Regions from separate parts of the Hordeum vulgare genome. Here region 2 is linked to region 1. Evidence: chromatin contacts called from public Hi-C data. All regions are on one chromosome and are shown on one strand. The core of a region is the stretch at or near the end of the contact, and the rest is flanking DNA. Distances in the headings are between cores, read along the strand shown.

Evidence for each region. Hi-C and Micro-C count contacts between places; a contact is called where the count stands out from the background.
Region 2: a contact with region 1 is called in a Hi-C map of seedling, with 2.1 times the contacts expected there. The contact joins the promoter of LOC123426431 here to the enhancer-like site in region 1. A contact is called at or near these places in 1 of 6 Hi-C or Micro-C datasets (seedling) and 1 of 1 datasets of contacts at active chromatin or transcription factors (embryo).

What each region holds. Positions count from the first base shown.
Region 1 is chr2H:405,079,817-405,083,775 of MorexV3_pseudomolecules_assembly, forward strand. No RefSeq gene overlaps it. Among protein-coding and RNA genes, the nearest start is that of LOC123426430, 170 kb to the left of the region's middle. Within about 2 kb of position 1,790, at least 3 of the 3 cell types and tissues checked have open chromatin away from gene starts, as enhancers often do. A contact at or near this core is called in seedling, where this site is marked.
Region 2 is chr2H:405,484,583-405,488,773 of MorexV3_pseudomolecules_assembly, forward strand. It overlaps LOC123426431 (probable ribose-5-phosphate isomerase 2), which reads left to right and starts at 2,506. Exons shown (of 1, transcript XM_045110269.1): 1 at 2,506-3,580. The coding sequence starts at 2,608. The coding sequence ends at 3,378.

The DNA of each region.
Region 1 (3,959 bases), core at 540-3,039:
AGTAGTACTACGTGCCCTGGTTTCAATACCATTACCATTCTCTTGATTATTATTAATTTGACTGAATTATGTTCTCGTATATAGGGCGTCCCGCAACAACCACAGGGCACTGATTATTGTGGATACTACGTTTGCGAGTACATTCACAGGATTATCAATGAGAAATCCCGTACTTTCAGAAATCTAGAGGTACGTAACCGGATCTTCACAACTTTATTTATGTTGCCATCAATTATGTTTAGTTTTGTTCATAACTTAATTGTTTTCATCTACTTCTTTTAAAGCTGCAACGAAAGCGGGCGATGCTCAGACCAATCCAACGTTGCAAGGCAGTTGCAGAGGAATTGGCAGGATTTCTCCTCACGCAAGTCATAGATGAAGGCGGAGAATTTTTCCATCCTATGAACCAATAGCCAGCTCCCTTCTCTATGCAAGTATACAGCTATAGGAAACGAACTTCAAATTATGTAATGATAATCGGTCCAGTACTTCGTGTTACATGTAAATATGTACTTTTATTTGGTGCATCAACATTTAACCGCAAACACGGAATCGGAAACACTTAACCGCAAACACGGAATCGGTGTTTCCGGATACGTGTTTCCGATTACGTGTTTCCGTTTCCGTGTTCGTAAAAAACGGAACACGGACACATGGAATCGGAAACACGGAATCGGAAAGACGTAAACGGAAATACGAAACCGGAAACAGGTAAACGAAAACCCTTAAAATACGGAACACGGAAACACCGAAATACGGAATCGGAAACCCTGAAAAGAAAAGGGAAAAAAAAGAAAAAAAACCATTAGGACCGGTTGGTGTTACCAACCGGTTCTAAAGGTCCTCCGCCTGCGCGCACTCTTCGGCGCCCACGTGGAGGCCTCTAGCACCGGTTTGTAAGAGACCGGTGCTAAAGGGGGGGGGGGGGGGGGGCTTTAGTCCCGGATACGTAGCACCGGATGTGTATCCGGGTCCAAAGGCCCTTACCAACCGGTTCTAATACCCCTTTCTCCACTAGTGAAGATGGATCCACATACACAAGGTTCCAAATAAGACAAGTTACACTCTTGAAGCGTTACACCATGCGACAGGTACATCGACACTTTGGTCGTCCACTATTACGTGGTCACCCATGTTGGTTCCTTGCATACGGATGGTGGTGGCGGCCGCGTGTAGGCCTTCACGCCCGGCGTGGGTGTTGGTGGCGGCGGCGCATTGGTCTCCATGCTGGTCGTGCTTTCGGCCAACACATGTGTGAGGACATACCACCATGCTTCCCCTTGGAGCGCATACTACTCGTACTACCATTGGTTGGCCTCCTCAAGGCCATCCAGGTAGGTGTCTTGCTCCTCCTTCTTCACCAGCACCGACGGTGGTGGCCCAACCGGTGAAAAGGGTGAACCCATGCCTTGACGCTGGTATGCCTCTTGTTCGCTAGCGAACCACACATCCCAGTACGGGAAGTCCATCGCATAGTCGGGGCAGGCACGCAGCTCCTGATCTAGGCCAACACGACAGTGGCAGATCTCCTCCATTCGCTTGCAGGCCGACTATGGCACCGCAGGCATCAGCAGCCTATCGGGGTTTAGGTGACAGTCGGGGGGTAAATTCCTATTCGGCCATAGCGCCGGGATGCGGTGCTTCTAGTGGTAGTGTCATCTATGTACATGTAGGTATAGTCGGACGCTCGTGCGCTGAGGCTGGCGTGTGGCGGTGACATGATGATAGTGAAGCTAGCCGCTCGCACTCCCGACGAGGATGACGCCTCATGGTCGTGCTTGCTGCTCATGCGTTGAGGCTGGCGTGTGGGTCCAAACGCGCTCGTGTCCATTTAATATGACGAGTGGTGGTAGGTGGATGGTCAAAGTGCGGTGCCATGCGTAAGCTGAGCGGACAAGCTGGCGTCCATCTCCTATTCGCATGAACACAAATTGGAGCCAATTTGAGTTGGAAATGCGTTTGGACGGACGTCATGGGACATAAATTGGGGATGCATTTACGTGTTGGGCCAACATTTCTATCCGTACATTAGCGAATCAAATGGGTCAACACGTTGGAGTTGGCCTTATCTCATACTACTAGGAATTTTAGAATTCTTGCATCACTTTTTACCCTTTATTTTCCATGACAACCGCAAGAACTTCGAAAAAATACGTGTTCGCGCAGGCCAAGTTTTAAAAAGAGAAGGTGATTTTGAGCATTGAATATAATACAATATTTGTAAGTGAAAATGATGCTACTTAACACCATAATAATCTATCATTCAGAGAAGATCATGTTGGAAGAAAACCAGGCATGCAGATCCTCCTAGAGGATAAGACGACATGCGGTATGAGAGTCACCCACTCGTACTGATGCTCATAACATATGGCACCACCATCATCTAGTTAACTATTTAACAATTGTGTGATGAGAACTCGCAAAGAAGGAACAAAGAGGCCAAAAGTCAGGATGGGAATCAACCGAGTCGGCCCATCGAGTTGCTGATCCGATCCAAAAACTTGAGTCCAATGGGTTTGTGTGTTGGTCTCAAATGAGATTTGGATCAACAAAGCCGGCACCGGGTGACCCGTTAGATGAAATGGGTCAGCCCACCTTATAGTCTTATATATCAAAATAGCTCCAATTTCCGTCACACCTACGTTGTCACATGACATAATTTTGTGATGCAACCGGTCGTATAATGCTCGTGTATATGAATGATACGTCTCCTACGTATCTATAATTTTTGACTGTTCCATGATATTATATTATCAATCTTGGATGTTTTATAAGAATTTATATGATTTTTTATATCATTATTGAGCACTAACCTATTAACCCAGTGCCTAGTGCCACTTGTTGTTTTCTGCATGTTTTTGTCCTTTCAAGAATACTATGCCAAACGAAGTCCAAATGCCCTAAAACTTTTTGATGATTTTTCTAGAAAACAGTAAGACCGAGAAGCTTTGGAGGTAGAACGGAGGCCACACGAGATTGGGCCAAGCCAACAGGGTGCGCCCAAGGGTGGCGGTCGCGCCCATATGGCCTGGGGCAACTTCCCACGGCCTCTGGCCCTGATCTCTTTTATACAAATTCACTTATTTGGGGAAAACCCCTAGAGAGCCTCCCGACACACTTTTTTCGCTGCCACAAACTTCAGTTCTGCCATGTTCCCATCTGTAGCCCTGTTGCAGTGTCCTGTCGGAGGGGGATCAATCACGGAGGGCATCTACATTAATCTTGCTGCTCCCATGATGATGTGTGAGTAGTTTACCACAGACCTACGTGTCCGTAGATAGTACCTAGATGTCTATCTCTCTTTCTCTATATGATTTTCATTGCCAAGATCACCACGATTCCCTAGTGATCTATCTTATGTCATCACTCTTGTGCGGTGCGTTTGTTGGTATTCGATGAATTACAAGTTTATGTTCAAATTATTCATGAAAGTATATTGAGTCTTTGCTAATCTTTTATATATGCATGATTATGATAGTTTTGTATTTCTCTCCGATCTCGGGTTGGTTTTGCCAACTAGTTTGATTTTTCTTCAACGAGAGTGGTTCATTGTAATGGGTTCAATCTTGAGGTGCTCAATCCCACTGACAGAGAGGGACATGCCACGTATTTGTATTGCTGCCATTAAGGATAAAACAATGGGGTGTATTCATATTAGTTGTTTTTTACTTTGTGTGCATCATGTCATCTTGCTTAAGGAGTTACTCTGTTTTACTTAATAATCAAAATGCATGTTGGATAGCGGTCGATGAGCAAAGTATTAGTAGTAGATGCACGCAGGAGTCGGTCTACTTGCATATGGATGTGATGCCTATATGTAATTATCATTGCCATGAATAAATATTGCATGACTATCTACTTTTCTATCAATTGCCCAACAGTAATTTGTTTACCCACCGTAAGCTTTATACGAGAGAGAAGCCTCTAGCGAATACTATGTACCCGGGTCTCTACAAATC
Region 2 (4,191 bases), core at 1,256-3,755, 410 kb after region 1:
ATACGGAGGCTCTTCATGGTGGTTCTTTAAGGATGTAATTCTTTCTCGAAGTATTCTTCAAGATTCTTGTGGTAGTACCTCAAGTATTCTTTATCTTGCATTTCAAAGAGCAATTCTTTCTCCCTTATCTTTTCATGTGGTGTTATAGCATTCTTAATTCATGAGAAGTCTTAAAGAGAATTTTTCAAGAATGAGATATTTAAACCCATTTGGCTTCTTCGGGGTTATCTTGGATGGGATTCCACCTGAAGCCTTTTCTAAGGATTGTTGCTATTGACGGCGCTCATAAATGATCCCCGTTTTCTCCTCCTCTCGGTAAGAGAAATTTTCATCTTTTTGTTGTTCTCAACCAATCAATTTAGTGCCAGGTTGTCACCTCATAATTTTGGGATGTTTTCCATAAGCCCACAACAAGCGTATTCTTTTCATTGTTGATTTTCCAATAACTCCGCCCAATCTTCCTTTGTAAGGATGCTTTTTAAATTCAATTGTGATAGAATATGTCATTTTCTTCTCCGTTCTTTTTTTTTCTAATGATATAGCTCATATTCTTTTACTCCAGAGCCTTTGTGATGTTGCTCTCTTCAACCCACCGTCTGGCTTTGTCAAGATCATGTTATTTTCCTTGCTTATCCATTTAACCGCAACATTGTGTCCTCTTTTTAAGTTATTCTCATCTTATCAAGTTTTGCATATCTTTTCTACGAGAGTGTTGTCCAAATTTATTTTGATTTCTTGTTTGTTCCTCATGCCATTCTTCATCTCTTGCAACCTTCAAGTTTCGTTCGTTTCACTCGTTTGTCAAAGAAGCAATTTAGTTTTATCTCTTCCTCTTCTCATTCTAAGACCTCGGGTCGAGATCTCTTGTCAGTGGAGGAGAGTTGTAACAACCCAAGACCAAGACTTTCGTATATTTGTTATATATTACTCGGTTGCCTGTTGTGTGATGTTAGTTCCCTTCTTTTTTTGCATTGCATCATGTCACCATGCCATTAATTTTACCAACCAAAATGTTTCTCAAATAAATAAATTGCATAGGTCTCTTGATCCATTTAAATCGAGGGAATTCACATGGTAATTTCTCTTTATAACATATCCTCCCAATATTTTAGGGAGCTATAATAAATATCCCTTTTGGAATCACCCACAAACACACTTGCAATGTCCATGCCTTCTACTACATCTTGGCCTAAAAAACCCTTGCCAATAATTCTTTTCCATTTATCGAGACCCTCGAGCCAAAAATAAGGATAAGACCGCATCTGGGGCGTGACACTGATGATATGGGGTTTTATACATTTGGCCTTGCATCAGTGTGTTGGGCCATATGGAACAGTCACAACACAGCCACCTTTGAGAACAAAATTTTGAGCACCCCTTTTGATGTGGTGTTCTCTCCGTGTGGATTCTTTTCGTATTGGGCAGGTTTATTCGTTGGAGAGGACGAGGAGACCATGGAACACGGGGCTAATATGTTGAATACTCCTGCAACAAACTTGATGAGAATCTGCGCCACGTTCGATGGGATGAAGGTCGACTGATCTGCTGCTACCGTCATTTTGCATTAGTGCTTTGTTAATGCTACTCCTGCGTGAGCTGCTTTTGGAGTGATCTCCTAGACTTGCCTCTTTGATCTAGACTAGGAGTGATCTCCTAGACTTGCCTCTTTGATCTAGACTAGCTGTGGTAGTGAGTAGGTGTCGTTGGGTTTTCGCCCCATGGTGGGTTACTCGTTGACAGACGCTCATGGTGGGTTTCCCTTCGATGTTTTGGACTCGCTTTTTCCCCTTTCATGTTTCCTTTCGGTTGTTGTTCCTTGGACCGATGTATTTCCGTTATGTGAAAGTAATGGAAAGGGGTAGAAGCGCGGTTAAAAAAAAAAGTTAATCACCTAAGCTATACTCATTTCACTATTTGTAGGTTATATTTTGATTTGAGAAGTGAGAAACTGACTTAGAACCACATAAGTTATTCTGGAAAAGGAGGGAATAATATTTTACAGGGCTACACTTTGATTTTTTTTTAACTTACCTGAATAAATGAATTTGGCAGGTAACTTTTGGACATGCGCTATAAAAACTGAAATTTGAGTTCATCAAAGTTAGCTACTGAACCACTCGATATAATAAAAGAAAAAGGACAGTTACCGAACCACAATATACTCATATCTGACATGGTCTCACTGGGGCAGTGGTAGAAAGTTTGCATCCCTCTGAAGATAGGCCTATCAGATGAGCACCGAAACGATGATGATAGTAATCAAGCATGAACCACGCCGTCTCCGTCCGTATGTCGTCCCAGCAACGTGAATCATGGCACTGCAGACTGCAGGGCAAGCAACGGAGAGGAGTGCTGCACGCAGCGTAGAGGACACCTAGAATTAATTTCCGTTCCATTTTACAACGCGTGGGAATAAAGACCGCGTCAGGTCCCTGATTCGCCGCATCTATCACGCATTCCGATGCCCATAAATGCTGCCGATTCTGTGCCATCTCCCCCCACACCACAGGCTCCCATTTCCCGCCGCCTCCTTTCCTAAAAATCCCCCACCTCCCGTTTCTGTTCCCACCCCAATCCCTCCAAGAAACCCTCGCCCCCCGCGCCGCCATGGGCAGCGCCGCCTCGCCGCCGCGGGCCCTCGACGCGGCGACGCAGGAGGACCTCAAGCGCGTCGCCGCGCACCGCGCCGTCGACATGGTGGAGTCCGACATGACGCTGGGGCTCGGCACCGGCTCCACGGCCGCGCACGCGCTCGACCGCCTCGGGGACCTCCTCCGCACCGGCGCGCTGCGCGGGGTCGCCGGGGTGCCCACCTCCCTCAAGACGGAGGCGCACGCCGCGCGCGTCGGGATCCCCATGCTCGCGCTCGCCGACGCCGCCGAGATCCACCTCTCCATCGACGGCGCCGACGAGGTCGACCCGGACCTCAACCTCGTCAAGGGCCGCGGCGGCTCGCTCCTCCGCGAGAAGATGATCGAGGGGGCCGGTGCCCGCTTCGTCGTCATCGTCGACGAGTCCAAGCTCGTCCCCCGCCTCGGCTGCACCGGCGCCGTCCCTGTCGAGGTCGTTCCCTTCGGCAGCGTCTACACGCTCGGCCTCATCCGCAAGGTGTTCGACAAATTGCCGGGCTTCCACGCCAGGCTCAGGACCGTCAAGTCCAAGGCCGGCGACCACCAGGAGGACCTCTTCCTCACCGACAACGGCAACTACATCGTCGAGATGTTCTTCGACGACGGCATACACGGCAACCTGCGCGACATCAGCGACAGCCTGCTGCGCATCACGGGCGTCGTCGAGCACGGCATGTTCCTCGGCATGGCCACCAAGGTCATCGTCGCCAAGAAGGACGGCACCGTGGCGGTCCTCAGCAGGAAGTAGACGCCTGGGGAAGAATCTGCAGAGGAGATGACAATAAGCCAAGATTGAAGCAGAACCTCTTCTTGCTCATGCGGTGAACTTGCTCTACGTTACTGTTATTGCTCCTTATTCATGGGTATAATGCGATGGTGCCCAGCTTAGTGTGGTGAAGCTAATAAGTTTTGGACTTCGCTCCATAATGTTATCAAGTCGGTTTTCTTCATCGCTCGTCTGCCAATTTTGACTCCATGTTTAGGCCTGATATTTTTTGCTTGCATCAGCTGTCCGACCCCTCTCGATTTAGTAGTAGCCATGTGCGGACGTGCCTGTGTTTTGTGTACACCAATCCAAGACAGGAAAAGGATTGGCTACGGTCCGATAGAGTCCAAATCAAGTAGTCTCAACTAGGCATGGATGGAATGTGCATGGCAGTTTTTCTTTAGGTTTAATGCTCCGATTCAGTGCACCAGATTTCTAGATATCCGTTTGTATGGAGACACTTTCTTTTGCCACTTCTTTCTTCCTTTCTGCCACCGAAATGAGCCACTCTTTTCCGCACTTGTTTTTTGCATGGACAATAGTGTTTCGCTTTTAAGTTTTAACACAAGCAAAGAAAAAATAAACTTCGTGAAAAAAACACCTCTAAGAACATCTTGACAATGTTTCGTAAAAAATTATGGATAGTGAAATTGAAGCATTTTACATATGCTAACTTTTGAGATTTTTCTCCTAGGCAAATAGTTCTAAAAAAATCACAGAAGTAACCCTCATTGACTTTTCCAAAGTTTAAAATTGTAAGTGTTTTTTCAGATCTGAAGAATTGAAATTGCTGAT